2 separate regions of the Mus musculus genome follow, and region 1 is linked to region 2. A link is a contact called in public promoter capture Hi-C data. All regions are on one chromosome and are shown on one strand. Each heading gives the region's core, a stretch centred on a gene start, on an enhancer-like site or on the middle of the called end of the contact. The rest is flanking DNA. Distances are from core to core; before and after follow the strand shown. Region 1 has its middle 9.5 kb from the start of Gm34766. Region 2 holds the start of Nrros (negative regulator of reactive oxygen species).

Region 1 (6,060 bases), core at 907-3,406, 520 kb before region 2:
CAGACACACCAGAAGAAGACATTGGATCCCATTACAGATCCCATTATAGATGGCTGTGAGCCACCATGTGGGTGCTGGGAATTGAACTCAGGTCCTCTGGAAGAGCAGTCAGTGCTCTTAACCACTGAGCCATCTCTGCAGCCCTCACATGATCATTTTTTCTAGGATAGGGGTAAACAAACTGATGCATCTAGCCCATGTGTGGGGGTCCCTCCAAAGCCCTGGAGGGGTTTCCCCAGTTCCTCACAACAGGTGGCTCTTTCCCTCCCTCAGATGCCAGAGAAGGGCCAATCAGTGGAAAGCCACACATTCCCCAGGGCCATCCTGGTGGTGGCTGTAGAAAAGTGAGACATCTTCAAAACAGCTCCAGAAAAGACAGCTGAAGCAAGGGCGTCTCCTCACCGGGAGACCAGAGGAAAGGCTGTGCAGCCTTGAGAGCTGAGCTCTGCCAGTCTACAGCCACCATCCTGTGAGGCCCCACCCCCTCTCACGTTCCCCGGGATCTTTAAAAATACCTTAAGAATCTCAGTTCTTTCCTTTAGAAACATACAGACTCGAGAAAAAGAGATCTACTTTCCTGAAAATACATTCATAAACACGTCAAAATAATTCATTAAAAACGTAGAAATGAGCCCGGCGGTGGTGGCGCACGCCTTTAATCCCAGCACTTGGGAGGCAGAGGCAGGTGGATTTCTGAGTTCGAGGCCAGCCTGGTCTACAAAGTGAGTTCCAGGACAGCCAGGGCTACACAGAGAAACCCTGTCTCAAAAAAAACAAAAACAAAACAAAACAAAAAAAAACATAGAAATGCGTGGAGAGCCGTGAGCAATTGCCATCACAAGCCTCCGCTGTGCCTAACTGGTAAACAAGTAATGTGCGCAGGTGCAAGAGTAAATTCGTGCGAAGTTACTGCCCATCCCGGGGCGTAGTAGTGGGGTAATGAGTGAGCAGCTAATCAGGAGCTGACATGTCACATGGAGGGGTATATAAGCAGCATCATTTTCCTTGTTTGGGGTTGTTCTTCTTTCGCCTATGCAATCAATGCTCTCCCAGTAAACGTGTGCAGAAGGATCCTGTTGCAGCGTCATTCTTCCTGGCCAGTTGAGCGTGTGCAAGAGAAATGTTAACAAAATAATGTCTTACACAACAAGAGTTTATCCACAGAAGGCAAAGTATGTAGTGTTTCAAGGATGTTCAAGATGAAAAGTCAGTAGCATAAAACGTGAACAATTTAAAAGTAGTTTACAGTGCTGGAGATATTGGATCAGTAGATGAGAGAGTCTGCTACTCTTGCAGAGGAACCATGTTCTGTTCCCAGAACTTACCTGTGGTTGCTCACAGTTTCCTGGAATCCGGTTCCAGGGGAGCTGACGCGCTCTTCTCGTCTCAGACACATACGCATACACACAGGAAATCATACATACATACATACATACATACATACATACATACATACATACATGCACAGACATACAGGCAAACACTCATGCATATAAAATAAAAATAAATAAATCTTAAAAAAATAAGAAGCAGTTTATAATTTAACATTCACCAGATGTACTTATTTTTATAAGATTAATACATACATGTCTGCACAGATAAAACTAATATATCAAGTTTCACGTATTTTTCTGACTAATTAACTTTTCTAATGCGCTCTGCTGACTGTCCCAATTCTACAATGGGCATTACAGCAGTCATAAAAAACAACAAAGAGTAGCCAGGCGTGGTGGTGCACGCCTTTAATCCCAGCACTCAGAGGCAGAGGCAGGCGGATTTCTGAGTTCAAGGCCAGCCTGGTCTACAGAGTGAGTTCCAGGACAGCCAGGGCTGTACAGAGAAACCCTGTCTCGAAAAAACAAAAACAAAAACAAAACAAAACAAAACAAAACAGCCCTGACTGCTCTTCCAGAGGTTCTGAGTTCAAATCCCAGCAACCACATGGTGGCTTAAAACCATCCGTAATGGGATCTGATGCCCTCTTCTGGGGTGTCTGAAGACAGCTACAGTGTACTTACATATAATAAACAAACAAACAAACTTTAACAAACAAAAACCAAAGAAGACAAATAGAAGGAAGGTCAACACAGCACAAGGGAGTAGTGCCGGGACTTCCGGTGGAGTCGCTGCGTGCTCTGCCTGAGCCTTTAATATCCTAGCACTTAACTCCTGGAGCACTGGTTTCTCTCCCTGGCTCTGGTTGGCCTCCTTCAGAGCCTCCATAACTGTCCATAGAAACAGGGTTCTAATGTCCTTTCTCTTTGCATTAGACCCTAGCTGATCCCCGTTTTGTACCAGATGGTAGGCGAACATATTCCTTCCCAAGTTTACCTGGGCTGAGTCCCTACCAGCAGGGTTTAGACTCTTAAATGATTTGCTGGGAAACGACTTCATACAACCTTAGCCCCCTACACTCTCAAATTTAACTCAAATGGGTAGTGTCTCATCTTACCGGTAGGTGGCGCTGTCGACACAAACGTGCAATTGCTCAGGTTCTGCAGATCAGTTTCAAGCAATCCTTGATACAGAGTATCCAAATATAAGGCCCTGGGAGCAAAGGTACTATCTACTACCTCCACTACTTACATCTGTCTCATACATGTTTGAGAAACGGAATAAATTTAAGGAAAAACCGCACAGTTTAGTTTCTCATCTTAGCATTTTACCTGGCGGCGGCTGGCAGCTGCGGGACCGCCATTGAGAACTCCTGCATCCAGAAGCCAGGGGAGCCATTCTCCAAGTTCAAAGTTCCATAAAAACTAAATTGCTTCAAATTAAAAACACCTTTTGCCTCCAAAGTGCAAGGGGGGGGGCATGCTAGATTCTTCTTTCCCTTTGGCCACACTATTGTTAAGTGGATCAATCCAGCTTAAAGAGAGTGTCCTCCTCCACCCCCATCTACAGACCAAAAGGAACCCAGCAGGCTTGTTATTCACCAGGATATGAGAAGCACCTTCAAACCTTCAACCTCTCTCCCCCAAACCCCAACAAAAAGAGAATGGGTCAGGAGCAAGCCAGTCCATTCTGTGAGCTAACAGCTAACCACTGAAACACGGTCACCCCATGTCACTTTCCTGGTAATTTTATTATCTACCAAGTCAGCAGAGTCGCTTTCTGGGGAACCACCTCCCTGGGTACACAATGACACAGAGCATTTGCCATTTTGCCACAATGATGTCACTCCCAGGGGCACAGACTGTCTATTCAGCTTGTGTTCTGTCAACAGGGCTGACAGATTGCCCAACAAACCCTGAGTTTATTCCCCAGGCTGGGTAAACCCGAATCGGCTTCTGCTACACACAGTAACATTGCAAGAGCTAGCAGGTTGACCAGGCAAAAACCAACAGGAAGACCTGGGGTGTAGGAAACACAGCCAAAACAGTGCATTGCATTCCTGATTCATTCTCTCTCTCTCTCTCTCTCTCTCTCTCTCTCTCTCTCTCTCTCTCTCTCTCTCTCTCACACACACACACACACACACACACACACACACACACACAAACAACCGCAGTGTCCTGCTCCTACAAAAGCCTTCTGAAATACACTCTTTACAACAGATTCTTACATGCTGGCAACTCACGCAACAGTGTTTTGTTTGTTTGTTTGTTTGTTTTTTGTTTTTTTTTAAGTTTTCTTAAATAGAGTTAAAAAATGATCTATAGGGCTGGAGAGATGGCTCAGCAGTTAAGAGCACTGACTGTTCTTCCAAAGGTCCTGAGTTCAATTCCCAGCAACCACATGGTGGCTCACAACCATCCATAATGAGATCTGACGCCCTTTTCTGGTGTGTCTGAAGACAGCTACAGTGCACTCACATATGATGAATGAATGGATCTTTAAAGTTAAAAAAAATGATCTATAAGATATCTCTGAGTGTAACAAAACAAACACACAAACAAAACAACAACAACAAACTGTTGTTGCCAAAAGCGGCCTTGTTGGTTTGTTAAGGCAAACTGAGAGCATTAGGGTGGAGATTGGGGCAGAGTGGCTGATGCTTGATGCTAAGCTCCTGATTTGTCAGAACCGGCAGGATTCGTTTAGTGGGTGGCCTGTCACTCGGCAGAATGTCCTCTCTGCCTTACTGAGCTCTAGTGCCCAGAGCCATGCTCTCCAGGTAAAGCCACTCTTTCCTTCCAAAAGATCAGCAGGCCAGACGACACTTACTCTATTATCTTATGTGCGTGGACTTGACCTGCATCCTTGGTCTTTGCACCGTGTGTCTGTCTCCCTCACACCTGCAGAGGCCAGAAGAGAATCAGATGCCCTAGAAGTGGAGTTATAGATGGTTGAATTGCCATGCAATAACTTAGAATTGATCCCGTGTCCTCTGGAAGAGCAGCCAGTGCTCTTTTTTTTTTTTTTTTTTTTTTTTTTTTTTAAGTTTTTTTCGAGACAGGGTTTCTCTGTATAGCCCTGGCTGTCCTGGAACTCACTCTGGAGACCAGGCTGGCCTCGAACTCAGAAATCCGCCTGCCTCTGCCTCCCAAGTGCTGGGATTAAAGGCATGTGCCACCACGCCTGGCTTTTTTTTTTTTTAAATGCTGCTGTCTTCTCCTTCTTTTAAAGGTTTTGTTTATTAAGAGTCTCACTATGTAGCCTGAACTGGCCTGGACCTTAAGCTGTAGACTAGGCTGGGCTCAAACTCACCTGCCTCTACCTCTCGATTACTGAGATTGAAGATTGCCACCACGCCCCCTTATTGTTTTAAATGATGCCTGTCTGTGTGTGGGCGTGCACACGTGGCATGCAGTGCCTGTGGAGACCAGAAGAGGGTTTTGGAGCCACTGGAGATGGAGTCACAGCAGTTCTAAGTCACTGTATGTGGTATTGGGAACCTAACTCAGATCCTCAGTAAGACCAGTATAAATTCTTTAATTACTGCAGCAGCAGCTCCCGTCCCAGACTAAATGGCTTGTTGTTGTTGTTGTTGTTGTTTTGAGATGAAGAACATCTGAAAAAATAAAATAAAAAAAAAAAAGGACTTGAGGCCCCATACAGCCTATTTCCCCATTCATGACGTGACCTACAACTATTTTTAGAGTTTGAAAATTTGATTTTTGTTTAACTAACAAGTTTCCTCCATTCTAGGTAAGGGATCTATACCATGAGTTGAACTTTAGATTCTAGGCATCTTAACTAGAATCCATCTTTTTTATACTTCTTTAAGACATCATACCGCAATTAATAGTATAATTAGGGTTTGCATGGCAAAGGACCACACACATTGCATAGTGTGACATGGGGCTGCCTGGGATCCCAGGTCTGAGGCAGCTTTCTCATTTATGTGAAGGCTTCTACATCTCCCTCCTCTAACACACACACACACACACACACACACACACACACAAGCCACACCATCATATACATAGACACAGTCATACATATATACACACACAGCCACACACCACACATATACACACTCATACACACAGACACTCTCACATATCACATACACTCATACAGAAACACACTCACTCACATATCCACACACTTATCACACACACACCTAGGCATATACACACACATCTACAAACCAAACATATATACATGCACGTACCACATCCCAGACACACACATGACATATACACACACGACATGTACACACATACACAGCACACACATACACTTTTTTCCTTTCTGTAAGATTTATTTTATGTATATGGGTAACCCGTTGCTCTCTTCAAACACACCAGAAGAGGGCATTGGATCACATTATAGGTGATTGTGAGCCACCATGTGGTTGCTGGGACTTGAACTCAGGACTTCTGGAGGAGCAGTCAGTCCACTTGCTGCACTGCCCACTTGCCGCCATTTCCTGTCTCCAGAGGGTGAAGAACAGTCAGCCTGGGACAACATCTGCCTGAAATCTGCAGCTGGCTATTCCAGAACTCAGCAGGACACGGCCCCTGGGCACAGTCCACCAGTCCCTTTAACTGCAGCATGGTGGGCTCTGAAGGCTCCATCCCCCAGAGCTGCCGTGCTTCTGGCCCACTGCAGTCAAGAGCACCAGCATGATTCAGCACCCTGAGTGTTTCTGCGGGCTGTTTTTAAATAGTG
Region 2 (6,300 bases), core at 2,517-5,016:
TTTGAGCAAATGTTTACTGAGCCTCTTTATGCACATCGGGCAGTATGGTTTTTAGAAAAACATATTGGGCAGTATGTTTTATAGAGTAGCACATGGTTGCTACCCTCAAAAGTTTGCAGTGTAATTGGGAAAACAAAACATAATTTCAAAAAGATAAATCACAACAGGAGCTCTGTCCTGAGGCCAGGGGGAATTGTATACCATGTGCGCAGAGGAAGAGTCAACCTGAGGTGGGAGAAAGCTTCCCGGAGGAGGGGGAGTCCCAGCCACGCCTTTAGGATGGAAAGTGTTGGGAAAGGCAGGGAGATCATTCCAGCCAAGGAGGTCTCTGGACAGAGAGAGGATGGCGTGTGTTTGAGGAAATGCACACTGAACAGAGTGAATTCTGGGAGCCTGAGCCAGGCACTGGCCTCTCTTCTCATTGAGATGGCATAGGGCTGTACGAGCGCGTCATGACAGTGTGATGGTATTGCCAGCTTGACAGGATTTACTGTAAGAGACAAGCCTCATGCTTGTCAAGGCTCATCCAGATTAGATGGAGGTGAGAAGACCTGCCTTAACTTCGAACGGCACCATGGGCTGGGTCCTCCACTGGGTGAAATGAAGAAATGGAGCTGAGTGCTAGCATTCATCTTCCTCCTGTTTCCTGAGTGTGGATACAGCATGACCAGCTGTCTTAGGCCCATACCACCATGACTCCCAAACTACGATGGAGCCTAGAACTGTGAACCAAAATAAACCTTTCCTTCCATACGTTGCTTGGGTCATGGCAACAGGACAAGAAACTACTATAATACAAAACCTGCATTGTTGAATAGGAGCCAGAAGAAACTCCATAAGGCCAAGAGAGAAAGCTGTGCTTAGAGGAATGTGTCTGGCCAGTGATAGCAGGACCTCTTAGGTTGTGTTGGAGACCAAGGACTCTGATCTTGGGTCTTGGGAAGGAGCCTAGAATATCCAGCTGAGCAGGAGAATTCTGGCTGGACACTCTGGCTTTCAGACCTGCTGGTGTGAGGAATGTCCTGTTTTCAGCTTTGCCCTAGTTTCTCCTGGAAGTCTTTGGGTCCTTCTGCTGCTACTATAGAAGAACAATCTGTGCCATTTTCCAGCCAACTACAGCCTTGTTTCTCCACAGCCTTTAAAATGGCCAGCTTCTAAGTTTCCTTGAAAGAAATCTTGCCGAGAATGCTAATGGGTAAAGCATATACAAGTAGGTATATGCTACTGGGTGTGGTGATAAATATGTGAAGCACTTGGGAAGTGGAGGCAGGGGGATCAAGGCAGGGCCAACTAAATGAGACTCTGTCCAAAAAAAAAAAAAAAAAAAAAAAAAAAAGCAAAGAGGAAGAAAAGTGGATGAGGATGTTAGAACTCAGGCATTGTTGATTCTTAAACTGGCTGAACCAGGATTTAAACACTGGCCCAGGTAAACAGGGACAATGGCTGGCCATAAAGGCCCTAAGCAAGGAACGAATTGATCCCCACACTTTTTCTCGAATGATCGATCCATGGAAGATGGGTGGAGTCTAACTTGGAAGATGGACAAGATTTGGGACAGGTAGACAACTAAGGAAGTTACTGAAGTCATCCAGACATGAGTTGGTGAGAGCTAGACACTTGGAAGAAGGAAGAAGGCTTATAAGATGCAGGAAGTAAACAAAAGCAACCCAGGAAGCTCCTGAAACATGCAAGATTCATAAGACTCTCTTCCCCAAGCCCATAACACAGTAATCTATAGAGAGAATCTAGTGGGGAGCCACCTGTGGGTGTAGGAGTCTCTGGGAGTGCAGTTTTGTGAGTTGTCATTCATGCTAGGGTAGGTTTCTTGGTGAATCACTGTGTTCCTATAAGTAACCCCAGGAAACTCACCGGCTCTCTAAGCTAGATTTGGGTGGAATTGGTTCTTTGATCTGTCATCAATGCCTTGTTGTGGTGAATAACTGTTAAGATCTCCCCAAGAAAAGTCACACAACAATCAGATTCAAGAACCATTCCTAGGACAGAAGACATAACTCAATGGTTAAAAGCACTCAGTGTTCTCTCAGAAGACCCTGAGTTCTCTCCCAGCCATGATGTGGTGGTTCACAATCACCTGTAACTCTAGTTTTAGGGGGTTTGACAACTTCTTCTGGTATCCTTAAGCATCTACACACATGACATTCACTTACATAAATACACACACATACTCCCTTATAAAAATAAAAGTATATTAAAAAAAAAAGAAAAAAGAACATTCCTAATGTGACATACACCTGTAACCCCAGCATTTGGGAGGCTGAGACTGGAAGTTCATACCTGTAAAATAAAAATAAAATATAGCCGGGTGTGGTGGCACACACCTTTAACTCTCAGGAGTTAGAGGCAGGTGGATCTTTATGAATTTGAGGCCAGCCTCATCTATATACTGAATTCCCAAACAGCCAAGGCTATGTAGAAAGAGCCTGTCTCAAATAAATAAATAAATAAATAAATAAATAAATGTTTTAAATATGAATACAAGCCCTTTCTTGGAAAAGAAGCTTGGTGCTAGAGATAAGAGTTAGCCACACACTGGTAGACACAAAGGAAAAAGTTTGAGTCAGAAACCTTAGTGTGACACAATTTTCTCTACACTTGTTTTCTTCTTCAATGGTGCCATCATTGTTACCTTTACAAGTGAATAAATGTGTGTGTGTGTGTGTTTACATATATATGTAAAACAGTTAAAGTGGAAGAGGCCATGAATTTGGAAGAGAACAGGGTGGGATATATAGGAATGTTAGAGGGAGAAGGGGGAGGGAGAAATTATATTTTAATCTCAAAAAAAATTTAAAGGCTGTATAATTAATTTACATAGTTTTTTGAACGAACCCCCCCCCCCCAGCCCTCATCCCCGTTGCTTCCTGCTGCAGGGCATGGAGCCGCCCTTTGGTGTGGTTTGTATACTCAGTGAGACTCCCTTGAGAGATGATTTTTCCTTTGTGGATGGTTGGGGCTGGGAGCTCATGTCTTTTTCTCCATCTTAGAGCTGGGACTAGGTCAGGTCTGGATCCGTGCAGACGCTAGCTAGGCATGCTGCCACAGTTGACAGTGAACTTTCTACACAGCATTATCAAAACAACGCTGTTGAACACCCGTACTCAATAGAGCCAAGAAGTTTATGGTACTATCTGCAACGCGGGGTCAGTTAAAAACCAGTAGACAAAAACCTTTCTTTTTCTTCCATTTGTCCTTCTTGTTTATTTTGTGTGTGTGTGACAGGTCACACGAATCCCAGGGCAACCCCAAACCTGCTCTTTGGGCTGGGATGACCTTGTACTCTGATCCTCCTGCTTCAACCTCTCCAGGGTTGGGATCACAGGTGCGTGCTGCCATTGCCGACTTCCTTTTCCCTTTATTTATTTTCTTAATTTTTAAGAAGTACGGTGCCCAGAAAAGATGATTAGTTAAGGACTGACTGAGTAGATGAAAACAGACGACTGGATGGATGACCCTTCTAAATGGCGGACTCGTCCCCCTTTCCAATTAAACAAATTTGTGTTGCCCTTCACTGAATTCTGCCCCAAGCTGGCCCTTGGATAGAAGCCTGTAGAAGAGTTCCTGGAACAGCAGACCACAAGCCAGGACTCCTAGTTCCCATGTGCCATCAAAGCAGGAGCCACAAGAGCATGCTTAGCGACGACCTAACAGAGCTTGGCAGGCTGCACCTGTAGAGTGACAGCCCTGCTGGTGAGGGGCCATGTGCTACCTGCATCCTCGTCCAACCCCACCCCCACCCCACCCCCCGCGGTGGCAGTTCCTTCTAAGACGCGGGCTGAGTGCTGAGTCGCTGAGAGGCGAGCTCTCCATGTGACTTCAGTTTCCGTTGGTTCCTTCCGCAAGTGCTAAAATAATCTGATGCCCCAGAGCGAGTAGGCAGCGCAGCAGCGGCAAGTGCTGTCCAGGAGGCTGGGGCCCTGGAGACGATGCGCCCCGCGGAGCCGCCTGGGCCTGCGGGAGCAGTGAGTATTTCTTGCGTGGGTTCGTTGAGCATTGCCGGGCTACAAGAGGTGGGCGAGCTGGGACCGGGTTGGGTGGTGGGAGGTTAGGCATCAGCTCCCCCACCCCACGCACGCCGCGCTCAGGCTCATTGTGAAGTTGTGGTATCCAGTCTCTCCGCCTCTGGGCTGGATTTGGGGGGGGGGCTACACCTTTGGTGTAGGTGGAAGTCTCAGGAACTCTTACAGCTGAGAGAGGAGGTGTGTGATGTGGGAGAGGCACGTAGGGCTTTACAACCAGCTATGGTTTGATTCCTGGCTCTTTCAGGGAGAGTGTGAACAGGTTAGGGAACTTTTCGGAGCCTCCTTTTTTTTCCTCATCTACACAGTGGTCAGTGCTCCTTGCCTAGTCTGAGTGACCGGACGTCATGAGAGGACGCTGTGAACACTCAGCATACGGGTGTTTGCATCGACTCCTTTGCCCATCAACATAAATTGAGACCCACCATTACACAGGCAAAGACACGGAAATCCATCCACAGTCGCACTTACTTAACCGGGATCTTCCCAGGGTCAGCTGTGTGTGTACATCCAGAAGACAGCAAAAGCCCTTCTCCTAGAGCCTTTGTCCTGGGTAACTTGTGCTGGGGTATTATTTGGTCCACAGCTACCCAAGTGTCAGAGAGAGAGATTAGAGCCAGGCTCTCCTGACTCCTGCTCAGTGCTCTGCTGTGGTCCTCTCGGCCTCTGCAGGCACAGACACACATCCATGGACCTACCCACAGGCTCGCTCGCACTCAGGAGCTGGGCAGGGAAAAGCACTGCTCTCCCTGCAGTTGCTAGCTCACCATTGCGCTGCGGCGATGACCACGTGCCCCACTGTAACTAGGATCGGAGCAGACTAAGGAAGGCTTTCCAGTGTCTCTCTCTGCTACTGACCGTGAGGTACGGACAGTTTTCACGGTGTTTGAGGCCTGGGGACACCCCCTATGAGCTTTATATGTGAGCCCCAGAGTTCCTAGAGGGGGTTATAGACTCATGGGCCCAGAAAAACAAAAAACAAAACAAAACAAAAAACCTCAACACTTAGGTTAAAATCAAAACCAAACAGCCTCACAAGAGAAGGTGCCTTCATTTGACTGGTCCTTCGAGAGAACTCTGGACAATGGTACACACTCCACCAGGCTGTCCTGGAGCTCATTAGCTTCTAAGCCAATCTCCACTGGCCTGACTTGTGAAGCAGGAGGCAAACCCTTTCTCCTTAGTGATAGAACTGTCCGTGGATAGATTCTTGGGGAACTAGCTTCTGTACTGTGTCTAATATAAGCCAGTGACACAGAAGATTGTAACAGGGCCAGCCTCCTTCGTAGTCCCTATTGACTGGAGTCAGGATTGGGATCGGACCAAAATACCTAACAAAACCCAAAGAAACAAAACCTGGACTTCTTAAGGAGGCATGGTCTGGTCGAACAGTAAAATGTAGTCAACAATGCTGAACTGCAGGTCTGAAAATGGCTAAATGATAGAGTTTATGTGATAAAACAGATGAAGGGAGGGAGGGAGGGAGGGAGAGTGTGTGTTTCCCCCCCAAAAAAGCAACCAAGCAGTTGTTATCAGAAGCGGGGGAAATGAAGTTGCTAGACAGACTTTTCAGGACAAACAGAATCAGGGGCTGAGACCCAACGTTTTGTGTCTTCAGTGTGTGACTTTAGCCTCAGCAGAGGGCACAAAGGAGGAAGTAGAACTTTGCCCTGGTTCTCACCAGTGAGGTGGGTACAAAGAACAAGGCTGGGACCAGTGATGCGCTCAGCGTGGCCACAAAGTTCTGTGAGGTCCCCAGGGACTCCCCTCCTCAAGCCCCAGCCTCCACATTTACCACCCTCAGGCACTGTATGTGGGCTCACCTTGAGTGCTGCTGCCTGGCCCTACCTCTAAGAAAGATAACAATCTGGAGGGGATTTCTCTGCAGGAGATAGCATTTGAGGCTCTGACTTTCTTTCACACAGCTTCTGCTCAGTGAACCCTGTCTATCTCTGGTAGCCCTGGTATCTCCTGGCTTTCCTTGTCTCCCTTGGATGCTAAGACTGAGCACTGACCCTCAGCCATCAGCTCTCTCCCTGCCCGGCCTGGGGCCACATCTTTCAACTTCAGGCAAGTTAATGGTCCTTGTAACCACCCACCAAGACACTTGAAACTTCCCCAAGGGGACTGTTCTCAGCCTCAGCCTCCTCAACGTTGGTCTGACAGGTTTTCAAAATTTTGTGTTTACTTAACTAAGGTGATTGACCAGAGGTCAGAAGATGTCATTAGATCCCCTGGGACTGGAGTTAACAATGGATGTGAG

Evidence for each region. Promoter capture Hi-C pulls out the DNA fragments that hold promoters and counts their contacts.
Region 1: a contact with region 2 is called in a promoter capture Hi-C map of embryonic stem cells, with 4 times the contacts expected there. The contact joins the enhancer-like site here to the promoter of Nrros in region 2. A contact is called at or near these places in 8 of 39 promoter capture datasets (cranial neural crest, embryonic stem cells, hippocampal neurons and 5 more), 1 of 484 Hi-C or Micro-C datasets (liver), 1 of 115 datasets of contacts at active chromatin or transcription factors (pancreatic cancer cells) and 1 of 9 other capture datasets (embryonic stem cells).

What each region holds. Positions count from the first base shown.
Region 1 is chr16:32,686,112-32,692,171 of GRCm38.p6, reverse strand. No RefSeq gene overlaps it. Among named protein-coding and RNA genes, the nearest start is that of Gm34766, 9.5 kb to the left of the region's middle. Within about 2 kb of position 2,156, at least 38 of the 459 cell types and tissues checked have an H3K27ac peak or open chromatin away from gene starts, as enhancers often do. A contact at or near this core is called in embryonic stem cells, liver and pancreatic cancer cells, where this site is marked.
Region 2 is chr16:32,163,060-32,169,359 of GRCm38.p6, reverse strand. It overlaps Nrros (negative regulator of reactive oxygen species), which reads left to right and starts at 3,766. Exons shown (of 3, transcript NM_001347181.1): 1 at 3,766-3,980.